3 separate regions of the Hordeum vulgare genome follow, and all the other regions are linked to region 1. The links are chromatin contacts, called in public Hi-C maps. All regions are on one chromosome and are shown on one strand. The core of a region is the stretch at or near the end of the contact, and the rest is flanking DNA. Distances in the headings are between cores, read along the strand shown.

Region 1 (4,863 bases), core at 782-3,281:
CAGACCCATGAGCCCGCCGGCACATGGCTCGTCGGCCCATGGTGAGGCCCGTCCATATACACGAGAGAAAAATCTGTCCGGCTATCGCCATCCCCTCCATCATCTCACCAAAAAATCCATGGCAGCCCATAGAAAAAACCCAGAAAATCCATGGCAGCAGAGTCCAAATCACAGCCCCCACCCATTCAAATGAATAAACCACAGTCCCCACAGCAGACGCAGACAACATCTTCAGCTGCGTGTGTCTAATGTCTCAGGCTTGACCTGAAGAAACATAAGCAAAACCTGCCCTCCCACTGCATCATCACACACCCACACACCCTCGCAATCTCACCAACCAGGCAGAATAAATAAATACATAAAATAATGGCAGTTCATTAGAAACAAATCCCAAAGTCACTGACACTCCCAAATATCATTTTCCTGCCCTCGGCCGCTCACTCCCGCGTCAGGTCCCACAGTCATCGCCAGCTTCCCCGAGTGATATAATCCAATTTTTTTTGACAGGGTAGTGATGTAGTCCAATTTACTTGCATTAACACGAGCTGATGCCCACTGGGTTACTATCTCGGGCGCAGATGCCACGGTGCGTTGCGTTCCCTTTCTTACTTTGTCCGCGTTCGCGTTTGCGTCGCCGAGACGCCAAGCGAGAACGGTGACGCATCCGGTCGACGTTCGGCTGCGTGGAAACCGTACGCCTGCGTGTGCATGCACGTGCCGTGCGTTACAATCTGTACGTGTTGTGTTTTTTTTTTTCATGGCTCTGTCTCGCATGGGGAAAAATGAATAAAGAAGAAAACGAAATCCAACAGCCTGAGAAAGAGAGAAGAAACGCACCATGCTCCGGTTTTCTCTTGCCCATCAACCGTCTCAATCTGCCATCAGTGCTCCGTGGGCCATTTTTTTTTTACTTTTTTAATATCTCTTGGACGACTCTTTCTTCTAGGGTTTGTTCCTCTTCAATGACCCCTTTGCGTGCATTCTTTCCGGTCAAATGTCACCCTCCGATGAGCAGAGAGACCCGTCTGCCCTTCTCCTCTACTCTCTCTCTCTTATCCGCGGCGGGAGCTCGAGAACACGCTGATGCGAGGAGGCGATGATTGTTGCCCTGCTTGCGACAACCACCACGACTACAGGTGGGGCAATTATTTTTTGTCATTGGTGGCGATGGTGATATAGGCGGTTGTGGGAAGGTGTTGCCTGTTCCCGCTCCCCATTTATGGGGGGTCCAAATCCCGATCAGGGGGAGGGGGCGTTGCTGCTTCAACTTGCCACGCTTGACGGTCCAAGTTCCACGCGGATGTGACGGTGAAGGGGGTGACTCTACATCGACGATGACATGCGGTGCGCCCACCATGATTTGGGTTTCAACAACATGGATGGTGTTTCTGCAGTGTCATCGGTGTTGCGAGTACACCATTGTTGGTGTTGTAACCAAGACGGAGTTTCAACAACGTCCCAATGTTGTGACCACAACGTCCCCAACATTGCATCTGCAACACATGATTGTGTTGTGTAGCGGTGACTGCAATTCCAATGACAATAAAGATGTTGTGCAGCAACAACTTTGCAACGTTAGTGATATCGTGCTCGCAACACATGTGATATTGTAGGATGACATCTCGCAACGTAGACCATTCTATTCGAAGAGGAAGGAAGGGTGACATAGTCTTTTTGCAAGGGATCGATGACAACTGCTTAATCCAACGGTTACCAAGGGATAGACCCCACCACCAATGACTCGGCCAATATTTGCAAAAGATCTTAGACTGACGCGTAGCGCTGACCATTTATATTTAAGGATTCAGAAGACAATACAAATTAATAGTATTAATTATTTTCTACTCCCTCAATCCTACTACTATAATATAGATGTTTTTTACTGCACTGGAGTATTTTATAATATAAAACCAGAAGACCCTTTCCAAAAAAAAAAAGCTTGAAGAAAAAGGGGGAAGAAAACAGGAAAATCACCAGATTTTCTCCTCCTCCTATATTAAACTCGCCCAACCCCCTCCTCTTCCTCCTCCGGAACACCACACCACACCACACCACAGCCAGCCTCCACTCCACGCCTCACCTCGCTCCCTCGCCACGACTATCCGCCAGCCAATGTCGGCTCCGGCCACCGCGATACGCCGCGCAGCCCGCCCCCTCTCCTCGTGAGATCACCGCGCCGCTCCCCGCTCCCTCCGCCACGCGCCGCCCGCCCGCCCGCCCCCTCCAATCGCGCGCCCTCGCGCCCGCATCTCGTGCCTCCCCGACGTTCCTCGACGCCTCCCGGCGCCCTTCTCCGCACGGAATCCCAGTGCCCCGTGCGCCCTTCGCCGCCCGCGGGATCCGCGAGGGGTATCGCCGTTCGGGGGGCGCGGGGACAATGGCGGCAGCGGCGCCACCGCTCTGCGCGTGGCTCGTCGCCGCGGGCGCGCACGCGGACTGCGGGGCGGACGAGCACCAGCATCGCCGGACGCAGTGCCTCGACGCCGGCTCCGGCGCGATGTTCGGCCTCGACCGCCGCCCCCTCGGGGCGCGGCGCCGTGGGCCCGCGCGCTCTGGTGAGACACGCACGCACGCACCCTGTCTCCCGCATTTGTCCCTTGTTGCCCTCGCTGGGCCGTGCCACGAACGTACGCGCGAATCCGGGTGCAATTTCGGAGCATCGGTTGTATCGCCCGGGGTCAGGGTGCGGGTTTAATCCCGTTTGTGGTGTCTCATTCTGCGCGTACGCTCGTCAGGCGTGTGGTGATGGAGGATATTCGATGTTTTGTGCCAAGGATCTTGGTGCATTGGTTCATGCGGGGTTTTTTGGTATCGCTGTCGAGATTCACATGTTTGTGGTGAATCGGCTGCATCGACATTGTTTTCGTTTAGCTTGTCTGGCTCTGCTTGTTTGCATTGGTTAGTAGCACAAGCGGCAGGATTTGGATTCCTGACTAGAGAGCCTGTAAACAGAATGAGATTGCATTGCATTAGTCTAAGAAATGAGGTTATTAGCTGAAAGTGTTGACATTCCAAAACCCTAAAAACTGTTGTCATAACTCATCCCTCCGTTCATAAATATAAGACCTTTTAGAGATTGCATTATTGTCTACATAGGGATGTATATATACATATTTTGAAGTGTAGATTCATTAGTTTTGATTTGTATGTAGTCCATAATGAAATCTCTAAAAGGTCCTATATTTAGGAACGGAGGGAGTAAGACACATAATTTTGATTATCAACCAATCAGCAAACAAACTGTAGTCCTACAATATTTCTTTCCTTTTCGCATTAACTAAGCTGTATACCAGCGGTTCATGTGTGATTTTGGTCTTGCTGTCAGCTTATGTGCATATGAGTGGGATTCGTGCATTTGTTGTGAATTGGCTGCATCGATAATGCTGTGTTTAGCTTTGGCTAGTTCTGCTTGTTTGCATTCCTTATTAGCACAGGACACATGGCTTTGACTCTTAGACCACAGAGTTTAGAGCTTTCACTAGTTTGAAGTTGAGAAAGTGCGTGAAAGACTTAAGAAAACCTGAAAACTATTGTCTTAGGAAACGCAGTTTGGATTATCCACCAATCGGCAGAAAAAAAAAACTGCAGTCATACAATATTTTTCTTCCAGCATGGATTAAGTTGTGTATGGGTGGGATGTGGCATGGGATGTCAAATGAGGTACTTGACGAAGTGTCTGATATGCGTGCATCTGTCGAGAATGTCACTTGTCTGCTTATGCCTGCCGGTTGTTCGTCACGTGTGCTGGCTCAAGCAGACTAGGAGAGTTTCTCCCTTAGAAAATTGCAGACAAGGGTCTAAACAAAATTCATTGCAATTTGCAGGAATGGCCATGTCTGTTGCCTTGCAGCCTGAAAGGATAACTGTCGAGAAGAAGAGACCTGATGTTAAACAAAGGAGAGTCGTTGTCACTGGCATGGGTGTAGTGACGCCACTGGGTCATGATCCTGATGTGTTTTACACCAACCTTCTTGACGGTCATAGTGGAATAAGCGAGATTGAAACGTTTGACTGCTCCAAGTTCCCCACGGTAATACATGGCTGATGGTTTCCTTCCATTATGTACAGGGGAGGCAGGATCACTGTTGCAATCTGGTTGAATATTTTCCTGCAGGGGTTGACATGTGGATTTGTGTACAGAGAATTGCAGGAGAGATAAAATCCTTCTCTACAGAAGGTTGGGTTGTACCCAAGCTATCTAAGCGAATGGACAAGTTCATGCTGTATTTGATAACTGCTGGTAAGAAAGCATTGGAAAATGGTGGACTCACCGAAGAAGTAAGGAACGAGTTGGATAAAACCAGATGTGGGGTTCTCATTGGCTCTGCGATGGGCGGCATGAAGGTGTGGATCCCCCTGCTGTATAACATAGTTATATCTCTAAAATGACAATTATTTCTTGACAGATGCCTATTTCCAAAAATCTCATACAAGTTAAAATATAATATCATGCAGGTATTTAATGATGCAATTGAAGCGTTAAGGGTTTCTTACAGGAAAATGAACCCGTTTTGTGTTCCCTTTGCTACTACTAATATGGGTTCTGCAATACTTGCAATGGATCTGGTAATATACAATGTCCTTTCATGCATCGTTAACAACGACCATAGTTATTATACTCAAAACAGAAGAAGAAAAACAACTCTAGTTCTTGATGGCTCATATTTTCTGTTACTCGTAGGGCTGGATGGGACCAAATTACTCTATTTCCACTGCATGTGCCACCAGTAACTTTTGTATCCTCAACGCAGCAAACCATATCAGAAGAGGGGAAGCTGTAAGTAACTCCATGTTTGCATGATCTATGGGAGAGTAACATATTGTCTGATATTTTTTTTTCTAATCTTCCAGGATGTCATGCTT
Region 2 (4,863 bases), core at 1,300-3,799, 150 kb before region 1:
TGCAGAATACAGATCGAGACAATCTTCAAGTCCAAAGTCTTCAGGTCAATGAAGATTTTACCTGCAAGAGGCAGTATAGGAACAGTACAAAATTCTTCCATATGCTGCCATATTGTCCCTCAATGTGTGTTCATCCTCAGCTCCTCCATTGATATAATCATAGTGCATCTTTGGCAGTGCTTTCTTGGCAAGTTCTTGATACTCTCTGACATTGACTGGTAGATTATTCTCCATTTCTGGTACATGTAATGTTTAGAGGTCATTCAGCTGATGCAACTATCTGAATATTAACCATACATCGGCTCAGATCTTTCTTTACATATGACCAACTGTCCAACTAGATGCATATTTTTCAGTATTTTAGTACCAAATCATTACATCCTTTACTCGTATACAGAGCTTTAAGTTGAAGTCTCCATATACGTCCGGAAAAACTATAAAATACAGTAGTGGCCAATTTCAGAGCTGTCCTTTTCTTTTTTAGTAGACAACTTATCACTTATGTTCCCTGATCTTTGAGCCATTTTTTTTCTCAAACACGCGCTTTATATTAGAAGAACACCAAGATTGGCGCAAAGTTTACATGCATAAACCGGCAAAATCAGAAAGAACCGAAAAAACAAACATAAGCCTAAAAGGTACGTATGAGTGAAGAAAGCCCAAACCCTACTGCTACCACTGTCTACTGTAGGACTGGAAGCTGCACGTGCAGAGGCAAGCTCCTTAAGGCCACAGTCGGTGCCATCTTCCACTGGTCGACTTCGCGCATAATTATTTTTAGGATTCTTTTTCGTGTTTCGATGCCTATTAACTCATCAAACCCAAAAGGGTCTGAGTGCTGCTGGAAGTTGAATTTGTAAGAAATTTACAGTTTTTCTTCTAAGATTATGCCATGAAGCATAGAAGAAAATCAGCCTATTGCATTTGAAAAAAGATAGCCAGGTGAGTGAGGCAAACATACTACTCCCTTCGATCCATATTAATTGTCGCTAATTTACAGTTTAATGTGTACTAAATCAGCGATTATTAATATGGATCGGAGAGAGTAGTGATAAGATGATGTAGCTGTACTAATAGAACATGTTTGTAAACTGAAATATATGACGTTGCAAATACCACTTATGGAGTAAAGTGCCGTCATACGAACATTTGCAGTGCTAAACTTGATTTACTGACAATCTAAACATATAGCTTCTCTAAAGAAGATAATCCAATCACAACAGACTCAAGCCAAGATGGTTAAAATTCTAATTCTGCAGATTTTATAGAAAGGTACATATACAGAAGCAATGCAACAAGAGTACAGTTCTGAAGAAACTCGCGGCACAAAATTTGATTTAATATTCATTCAGGTGTAAAACCTTGCCAATAATTGAGCACCACAACCTGTCAACAATTTATATAATCTAGTTTCACTGTTTTGAAGTTAGGAGTCAAATAGAGAAGTTTTTACTGCGAGAATGCGTGTCATGACTCATTTTGTTGGGTCTCCTCGAAATAGGCTTTTGTGCAGTCTTATGTATAAAGGCGAACCGGCCGAACCGATACAAAGAGGTGATGATTTTTGTTGGGCAAAACAGTGAGTTTCTACTGCTGGTCACTGACAACTGTGGGGAATCAAAGAGTACAAGGCAAATTGAAATGGCTCCAGATCAAACTATTCGAGTACAAAGTCCTTTGACAGTGTGACTGCACACCTGATGTGACCCGGCCTATCGATAAAAGCTACTCCCTCTGTAAAGAAATACAAGAGCGTATAGATCACTACTTTAATGATCTACCACGTCTCCTGAAATGGATAGACCGAGCACCAATGTGTACAAACATTCAACACTTGAAACCACAAAACACATTCAAAAGTTCACTACCAACTACCCTGACGCACAAAACACACAGCTACATTCAAATGAAGGCTGGGCTAATCGACATGATTAAGGAGGATGCGCGTCTTCGGGACTACAAAGCGTTTGTTCATGAATCATGAACCTCAAAGAGTCTGCTCTGATCGCCCGGAGTAACCAGTGAGGAACCTTGTGAGGCCCAAGGTCGAACACTTAACGTGCTGCTACATAAGGTGTCCTACTGAGCTTAAAGATAAGACCCCGAGTCTGCCGAGACGGGGCACAAATCGAGAAGAAAACAGCGGGCATACAATCGCCCCTGAATCTCCGAAGCAACTTGAATCAATCAAATAACTGCACCGCACAGTGGGCAGTCGGGGACGATTCAAGATCCACAGTAACACGGCGGTCTCGTCTGCCAGGCCCACAGGGCCACGTAGAGCAGCCGGTCAGCCGGAGATCGACAGCAAATCGAGAGCGGAACGGCCGTACGAGACAGCGAATTGAAGGAGGGGATCGTGCGTGGAGCAGAAGGCAAGCACCATACCTACAGAGATCGACGAGGATGGGCTGCTATCAGAGATGTCGGGAAGATGAAATCACCAAGGGGGAGAGACTGATTGATTGCCGGCTGCTGGCTGCTGGCTGGGAACGGAAGGATAGTGGGTTAGTGGATGATCGAGTGAGTGAGTCTGCTGATGTCTCAAGCGAGGTAAGGACAAGGAGAGGATGATGCTGGCCGGCCCTACAGGCCTACACTGGTGAAAACGAAAATTACATGCTGGCCGGCCCTACAGGCCTTTGGGTTCACATTAAGCTCATGATGATGTTCTATCGAGTGGACCCAGAGTTACCTCTTCGTCACACAGAGACTTTCACAGGTACCCGTAGTGATAGTCACCCAGTTACGTTGTGATGTTTGATACACCCAAAGCACTCCTACAGTATCCGGGAGTTGCACAATCTCACGGTCGAAGGAAAAAACACTTGACATTAGAAAAGCTTTAGCATACGAACAATACGATCTAGTGCTATGCTTAGGATTGGGTTTTGTCCATCACATCATTCTCCCAATGATGTAATCCTGTTATCAATAACATCTAATGTCCATGATCAGGAAACCATGATCATCTATTGATTAACGAGCTAGCCAACTAGAGGCTTGCTAGGGACACATTGTGATCTACTTATTCACACATGTATTACTGTTTTCCGTTAATACAATTATAGCATGAACAATAGACAATTATCATGAATAAGGAAATATGATAATAACCATTTTATTATTGCCTCTAGGGCATATTTCCAACAAGAGTATACTTTATTTTTTTGTTTAAGTCTCACACAATCATCACGGGAGCCGTGGTTAGTCTCTTCTTCAGTTCTTGGAAACTATTCTCACATGCCTCACTCCATTCAAACTTCTTTTTCTTTTTGAGTAGCTGGGTCATGGGCTTGGCAATAGTGGAATTTTTTCAGTAAATCTCCGGTAGCATCCCGCCATTTCGAGGAAACTTCGGATGTCTGTCACGTTGGCTGGTTGCGGCCATTCACTTACAGCCTTGACCTTCTCAGGATCCATAGCTATGCCTTCTTGGGTCATTACATGTCCCAAAAATCCAACTTGCTTCAGCCAAAACTCACATTTGCTGAACTTGGCATACAATTGATGTTTACGCAGTTCTTCCAACACAATCCTTAGGTGTCCGGCATGTTCTTCGGGCTTCTTGGAGTAGACAAGTATGTCGTCGATGAAGACTACGACAAACTTATCCATGTACTTCATGAATACCTTATTCATTAAATGCATGAAGTAAGCTGGTGGGTTTGTTAGTCCGAAAGGCATCATCGTGAACTCATACAATCCATATCATGACGTAAATGATGTCTTTGGAATGTCTTCTGAACGTATCTTAAGCTGATGATACCCTGATCGCAAATCGATCTTCGAAAATACCTTTGCTTGTGCTAACTGATCAAACAAATTATCTATCCTGCGTAGTGGATATTTGTTCTTGATGGTGGCCATGTTGAGGGCTCGATAATCGATGCAAAGTCTTAGCATCCCATCTCTCTTTTTGGCAAATAGTACTGACGATCCCCAAGGTGAAGAGCTTGGTCTCATGTATCCTTTGTCCAACAGTTCTTTAATTTGCTTCTTGAGTTCTGCTAACTCAGTAGGTGCCATGCGGTACGACTGTTTGTATATTGGGGTGGTACCAGGTGCAAGTTCAATGACAAACTCTATTTCTCGGTCTGGCGGCATGCCTGGTAGTTCGTCAGGAAATACATTCGGAAATTCACATACCGCTGGTACGTCTTTCAACTCACTAGCTTCCATCTGATTTAGTCTTGCTTTGTTTGATTTCTCCCTCCTTAAGGCTACAACTTTTACTCTTTTACCCTGATGGTGGGTGAGTGTGACCGTGTTATGGTTGCTAGGGTTTGAGCGGGAGAGAGAGAGCTGTGAGGGCGCGAGAGAGCCGGCCGTGGGGTTCCTTTCCCACGGCCGGGCAAGAGGGAAAAGGGTTTTCCTTCTTAATTCTTGCCTGATTAGATTGATACATCTCCTCTCCATATATAGAGAGGTTTACTTGACTCCCAAGTAAGGCTTACTTGACCCCTAAGCAAACCCTAAGACTAACGGGCCGAGGCCCATCATGTACTCTAACACTACACCCCACCTGGACATGCAGCTCGTCCTCGAGCTGCAACCTAACGATGATTCGACCCCACACAACCCTAACGCCTAAAAAACAAGCCTTTTACATCTCGGCCTATTGTATTGACCTGAAATAAGCTAACCCAAATGAGACTCCGACTCTTTATTTTTGACTCTGAACGATAAGGCGAGAATCCTCCGCACGCCGAACTTGTGCGTTTGCAGCCCCCTGGATCCCAAGGACACCATCGGGACCAAGGGAGCCCTCGCGGCGGCCGGCGGCGGAATGCAGTGGTGCTACGCGGTGCGCTCCTGTCGGTGACACCATGTCTTCTCCCCGCTGGCTCACTATCGATGTCG
Region 3 (4,863 bases), core at 812-3,311, 140 kb after region 1:
GCTTCATCAAACACTTGGAGTCAGCATGCTTTGCTAGAGTCCGCTACCAACTGGCCAAGCCAAAGTGATCCGACTCATGAGCAAGTGGACGAGAACCTAAGGGTAATGCACTTAAGGGTAAGGAACATGTGAGGCGAGACCCGACTTCATGAGTCAGATATGATGTGAGTGACTTGGATCCAGGCCGAACAGACTTTGGGCTTTAGAGTCCATGTGGTGCCCAAGTGTTAAACCCGTGGTGCACGCCTAAAGTGGATATGCAACACACATATTCAATGGATTGCTTTGACGATGTCACTAAGACTTTGCATGTGTTGCAATTAGCCACCTTCACTTGTCGTCGGTTGTGCGATCGAACCTAGTAGTCCGTCACATGGTGTTCCTACTGCACGATCGGGTATCATTAGAGACAGCGCACTTGTCCTGCTTCGGCGAACCTGTACGAGGGATCCAATCGGCAACATGGGATACCGCGAGGAGGAAACGACTCCGGTGATGCGCTGTCGCGATTCTTCTTCGCACGTCGAGTGGTAATGATCCATGATCCATCTCCATAGCATGTTCCTGGTTGTACTGTGCCTAGGAAAAAAATTGTATTGCACCCGATGCACCTCGCGTAGCCCAACACTACCTACACACATAACCGTGGCTCCTTGACACCGTCGTAAGACGCCATCGGGGCAATGGCGATATTGGTATCGCCTGAGCAGTGTTTACCCGACAACTTAACACACTGAACAGAGGGAATAGGGAACATGTGCACCAACGATGGCTTCTCACCTTGCCATCGTTGCCAGGGAACATGCAGAGGGAAGGGGGCGACATGTGCTCAAACGTAGGAAAAGGAAACTACTTTGAGCCTGTTCGAGACTGCTCTGCTTCAGAAAATTCAGCTCCGCTCTAGAAAACGTAAGCCAAACGGGGTAGCTCCACGATATACCGCTCCGCAAAAAAACTAAAATCTGGGGTCCAACTCCTTGTTTTTTATGAAGCTCCCTAGGAGGTGCTCCATAGAATTATAGAAGCTGGAGTTGAAAGAAAATTACCCACCACTGCCACCAGTAAGTGGATACCCCTTCGTTTCTTACCTCTCATCCAATCAAATAGATCCTTTTCATCAAATTTTCCATCCGTGAAGCTGGAGCTAAATGAGAGCCAAACATTCTCTTAAAATGGTTGCAACTCCTATATGAAACTGCTCCAAAGTGGATTTGATGAAGCGGAGCTGATTTTGATGGAGTGAAGCAGTCCCAAACAGGCCCTTTGTATCACACGTTTAGGAAAGAGAGGAGAGTTTTCTTCAACAAGTGTCGTCTTTTTAGGGCAGATACAATGATGTCTAGTTAGCTGTGTGTACGAGTTGCCACATAGAAACTTTAGTGAAGTAGAGGGAAGAGAAAGAGAAGAAAGAAAGAGTTTGTCTGTAGATCTACCGACATAAATAGGATTTTTTTCAAACAATAATTTGTTGTTGTACATCTGTAATTTCTCCTCGCAATTAGTTTGGCCAAAAATATACTATTTACAGATAAATCATTATATGGGTTGTCTATATTACTGTCTATGAATAAATTGGCTAAAAAAATTGTCTATGAATACCGTTATACAATAATACATGCCCTTACTTCTACTACCTTTGTTTGTAAATATAATTCTTTTCGAAGATTCTACTACAAACTACATACATGGACATATAGTTTAGGATGGCTATACATGGGCATATAGTGTGTATAGATTCGCTGGATGATACCACATAGCACTGTCACGTAGTGCCCTTCTGAGAAGTAAAGTCGTATGTAGCTGAACTCTCATTTCCTTTAACTCCTTTCTGTAGAAGCGGCCGCCTCTCAAATTTGAGCAGTCCAACCCAAGTCTTGACAAATATTCCCTCAATGTTTTCTCTACTCGAATGCAGAAGTCAAAAGTGGGCTGAATGCAGTTACAGAAGATAATACGATTGGTGTGCATGGACGGCGGCAGGATGCCATGCCATGATGACATGATCTATCTACAGAGTCCGAGTCATGCCTCTACATGCGCTAGGTCGGGGCTTACACTAGTTGCTAGTACGTGGAGCATGGGAGAGGAGGCCTACACTCACTACTAGTTGAAAAAAACTAGACTAATTTTTTTTAATTACAATTATTTAGGTACTAGAAAAATACTAGGGTGGTGTAAACTTGTAACGCATGCACATGGATCCTATCCAAGAATTTGATTGCATTTACTTGCCCAGGCAAATTACATGGATCTGTCAACGAAAAACATAACATTACGCTTCTTATCTACATGTTCTCCAACCCGTCAAAAAAAATCTATACGTTCTTTTTTTTTTGAGGGGAAAATCTACAGGTTCTACGTATCACTCTTCATACCCTTCTTATTTGTTCCGTAAACTGATTGTCCATACACTCTCCGTTCAGATATACGATATACTTCCTCCGTTTTTAAATATAAGTTTTTTAAAGGTTTCACTAGAAAGCTATATTTATATATATATATATATATATAGTATTTTAAAATGTATATTCATTTATTTTGCTGCGTATGTAGTTTTTTAGTTAAATCTTTAAAAAGACTTGTATTTAGGAATGAAGAGAGTACAAGGTGTGTTTTGCTTATCCATCTTTAAGCTTTGTCCAATTTAATATTGCGACATGTGGTTTTCTGTGACACAAAAATTGTACTCCCTCTATAAAACATCTTATACTTGTTTACAAAGGGAGGATTATTGAATTTTATATTTAGAAGCATTTCCTTTATGGTTGTGATATGTAACTATTAACAAAATATTGCACAAGAAATTTGACGATCGGAGACTGAACCTGGGGCGGTCAATACATGCCTTATAATTCTGAACCGAGAATCCCATCACAATTTTGATGGAGATGTGGTCATTTTGGAAGAGCACGGACTGGACACAAGGACTTTGATTATGTCAATTCTGTTTGCAAGTTCTTGGTCGAGAACCATGGAAGAAGAGCAGAGCAATTCACCCTAATAATGTTGGTAGCCTTTCGTAACCTTTCTGATTCAGAAAGTCATTCTGCCTGCTCATAATTCCGGAAAAGGAATATATCCATGGGAAGTTCGCATGTCGGCAGAGAATGCAACTCGTTTGCATGTTTCAAATCGAAGAATTCCGACACGGATTTGGCCCCAAAAACAGTCCAAATCAACTAATACACAAGATACGCTTCAGAAAATAAGAAAACTTTACACCTACGGGGTAAAAGTGTACGTTCAAAGGGCAAAGAAGTAAAGCCAATTATGCATCACATGTCACCTGTACAAGAAATGCTCCAGCAATATGTATATGAAAGAAAATTGCATGATCTACTGAACAATACACAGCCTTGAAATGGATTTGTGATATATATGTGTGAACGGCGAAACAAATGGAGTGGGAGATACAAGCATATCACAAAAATAATAAAAATAATACAGTGTCTCTGGGCAAAGTGGAAAAATTGCAAAAAATCTAGAAGTCCAACTCTACACAAGAGATGAAAAAAAAGATAAAGAAAAAGAATTAGCAAACAACAACAGTGGAAACGCTTAACTGGCAGCTTATAAGAATTATCATAGATACAGGATATGTATTTATATATGAAAAGCTAGCAGTGCCGCGTACCATCCATGAAAATTTGATATCTTTACCTAGTTCCAGAAGAAATTTTATACAATCCAGCTCTGGTGCTTGAGGGTCACCTCAGCCTAGCATCGCCTCCTTTGCTCCGGAATGTCGACAGGGAGAAGAACGAACGTGGTGCTGGAATTTTGGCGTAAAGATAGTTTTAGACTTTTGGTGAAGATTACAAATGACAGAACAAATAACACTAATTACTGATAAAGATGAACAGTCACCTTCATGGGTTATGTTCTAATTGAGCAGCTTAACATAAGAATATACTACATGTATAGACGTTTGTATACCTTTAATTGAGCTACCAGTCAGTTGGTCCTCCCTCAGTCTAAAATTTGCAGGGGGGTTTGGAATGGAGCTGCGCAGCGATTGTTCTGCAAATTCAGATCTTAAGTAACCAGAATATGCAGGAAAAGAAATGAAGAGCAAAATAGAACAGTAACTGAAGCCTGAAAGACATGTACAACTTAAGACTCAAAAGTCATAAGTCTAAGCAAATATCCACTAATGTAAATGTATCATTCTCATACGCAAAACTCTTTCAATACTGCGCGCACATGATCTAGGAAGGCCCTGTTTTTGGATTCTAGTTTTGGGTCCACCCATTTCACTGAGAAGCAAAACTTCGTTCTATATGTCAGTATCATAAAGAAAATAGGGAGTTGGAATTGGGGAGAACATAAATATGATCAGCGCAAAGAGGTGGGTGGACGAGGGGATTTAATATTTGTTACCAACAAAACTGTGCTGCAAATGATACGTTCATGGCAAGAGATAGAAACAATTGATTCCAATGTTAGTATATGTAACATGTAAAGAGAGGATATTAGCTTGTCAGCAAGGATAACGTAACTCGTTCACCGTCACTTTAGTTTATCTGGTTATAATACTGAATCCAACATCTGAAGTTCTTAAATAAGCTGAAGATAGCGTGAGTCAACTTGCACACAAATAGTTTGACTTCACACAAAGTGTCATTTGCTTTTATCTGGAAATATGAAGGACCTGAAAAACACTTGTACTAAAATGAAGGCTTACCCTATTGGTTTTATTCAGATCTAAGTATGGAAAGAAGCGTTGGAAAGTATGTATTGTTGCCAATAAAAGGTGAGTCTAGTTGTCATGGGGGACAAGCATAATCTAGGTCATGACACTATACTTCGAAAGGGTTAAGGCATACGGACATAGATACTTGAAACAGCACGCGTAGAGGATTA

Evidence for each region. Hi-C and Micro-C count contacts between places; a contact is called where the count stands out from the background.
Region 2: a contact with region 1 is called in a Hi-C map of seedling, with 5 times the contacts expected there. The contact joins the promoter of LOC123425301 here to the promoter of LOC123425303 in region 1. A contact is called at or near these places in 4 of 6 Hi-C or Micro-C datasets (leaf and seedling) and 1 of 1 datasets of contacts at active chromatin or transcription factors (embryo).
Region 3: a Hi-C map of seedling shows a contact between it and region 1, with 2.3 times the contacts expected there. The contact joins the enhancer-like site here to the promoter of LOC123425303 in region 1. A contact is called at or near these places in 2 of 6 Hi-C or Micro-C datasets (leaf and seedling).

What each region holds. Positions count from the first base shown.
Region 1 is chr2H:98,057,802-98,062,664 of MorexV3_pseudomolecules_assembly, forward strand. It overlaps LOC123425303 (3-oxoacyl-[acyl-carrier-protein] synthase II, chloroplastic-like), which reads left to right and starts at 2,032. Exons shown (of 13, transcript XM_045108986.1): 1 at 2,032-2,555; 2 at 3,825-4,030; 3 at 4,141-4,344; 4 at 4,456-4,566; 5 at 4,682-4,777; 6 at 4,852-4,863. The coding sequence starts at 2,378.
Region 2 is chr2H:97,905,015-97,909,877 of MorexV3_pseudomolecules_assembly, forward strand. LOC123425301 (peroxisomal (S)-2-hydroxy-acid oxidase GLO4-like) reads right to left here and starts at 2,550. Exons shown (of 11, transcript XM_045108984.1): 1 at 2,389-2,550; 2 at 89-236. The coding sequence starts at 234.
Region 3 is chr2H:98,200,495-98,205,357 of MorexV3_pseudomolecules_assembly, forward strand. LOC123425305 (COP1-interacting protein 7) reads right to left here. Exons shown (of 10, transcript XM_045108988.1): 9 at 3,937-4,020; 10 at 3,354-3,772. The coding sequence ends at 3,708. Among protein-coding and RNA genes, the nearest start is that of LOC123425305, 9.6 kb to the right of the region's middle. Within about 2 kb of position 2,062, at least 1 of the 3 cell types and tissues checked has open chromatin away from gene starts, as enhancers often do. A contact at or near this core is called in seedling, where this site is marked.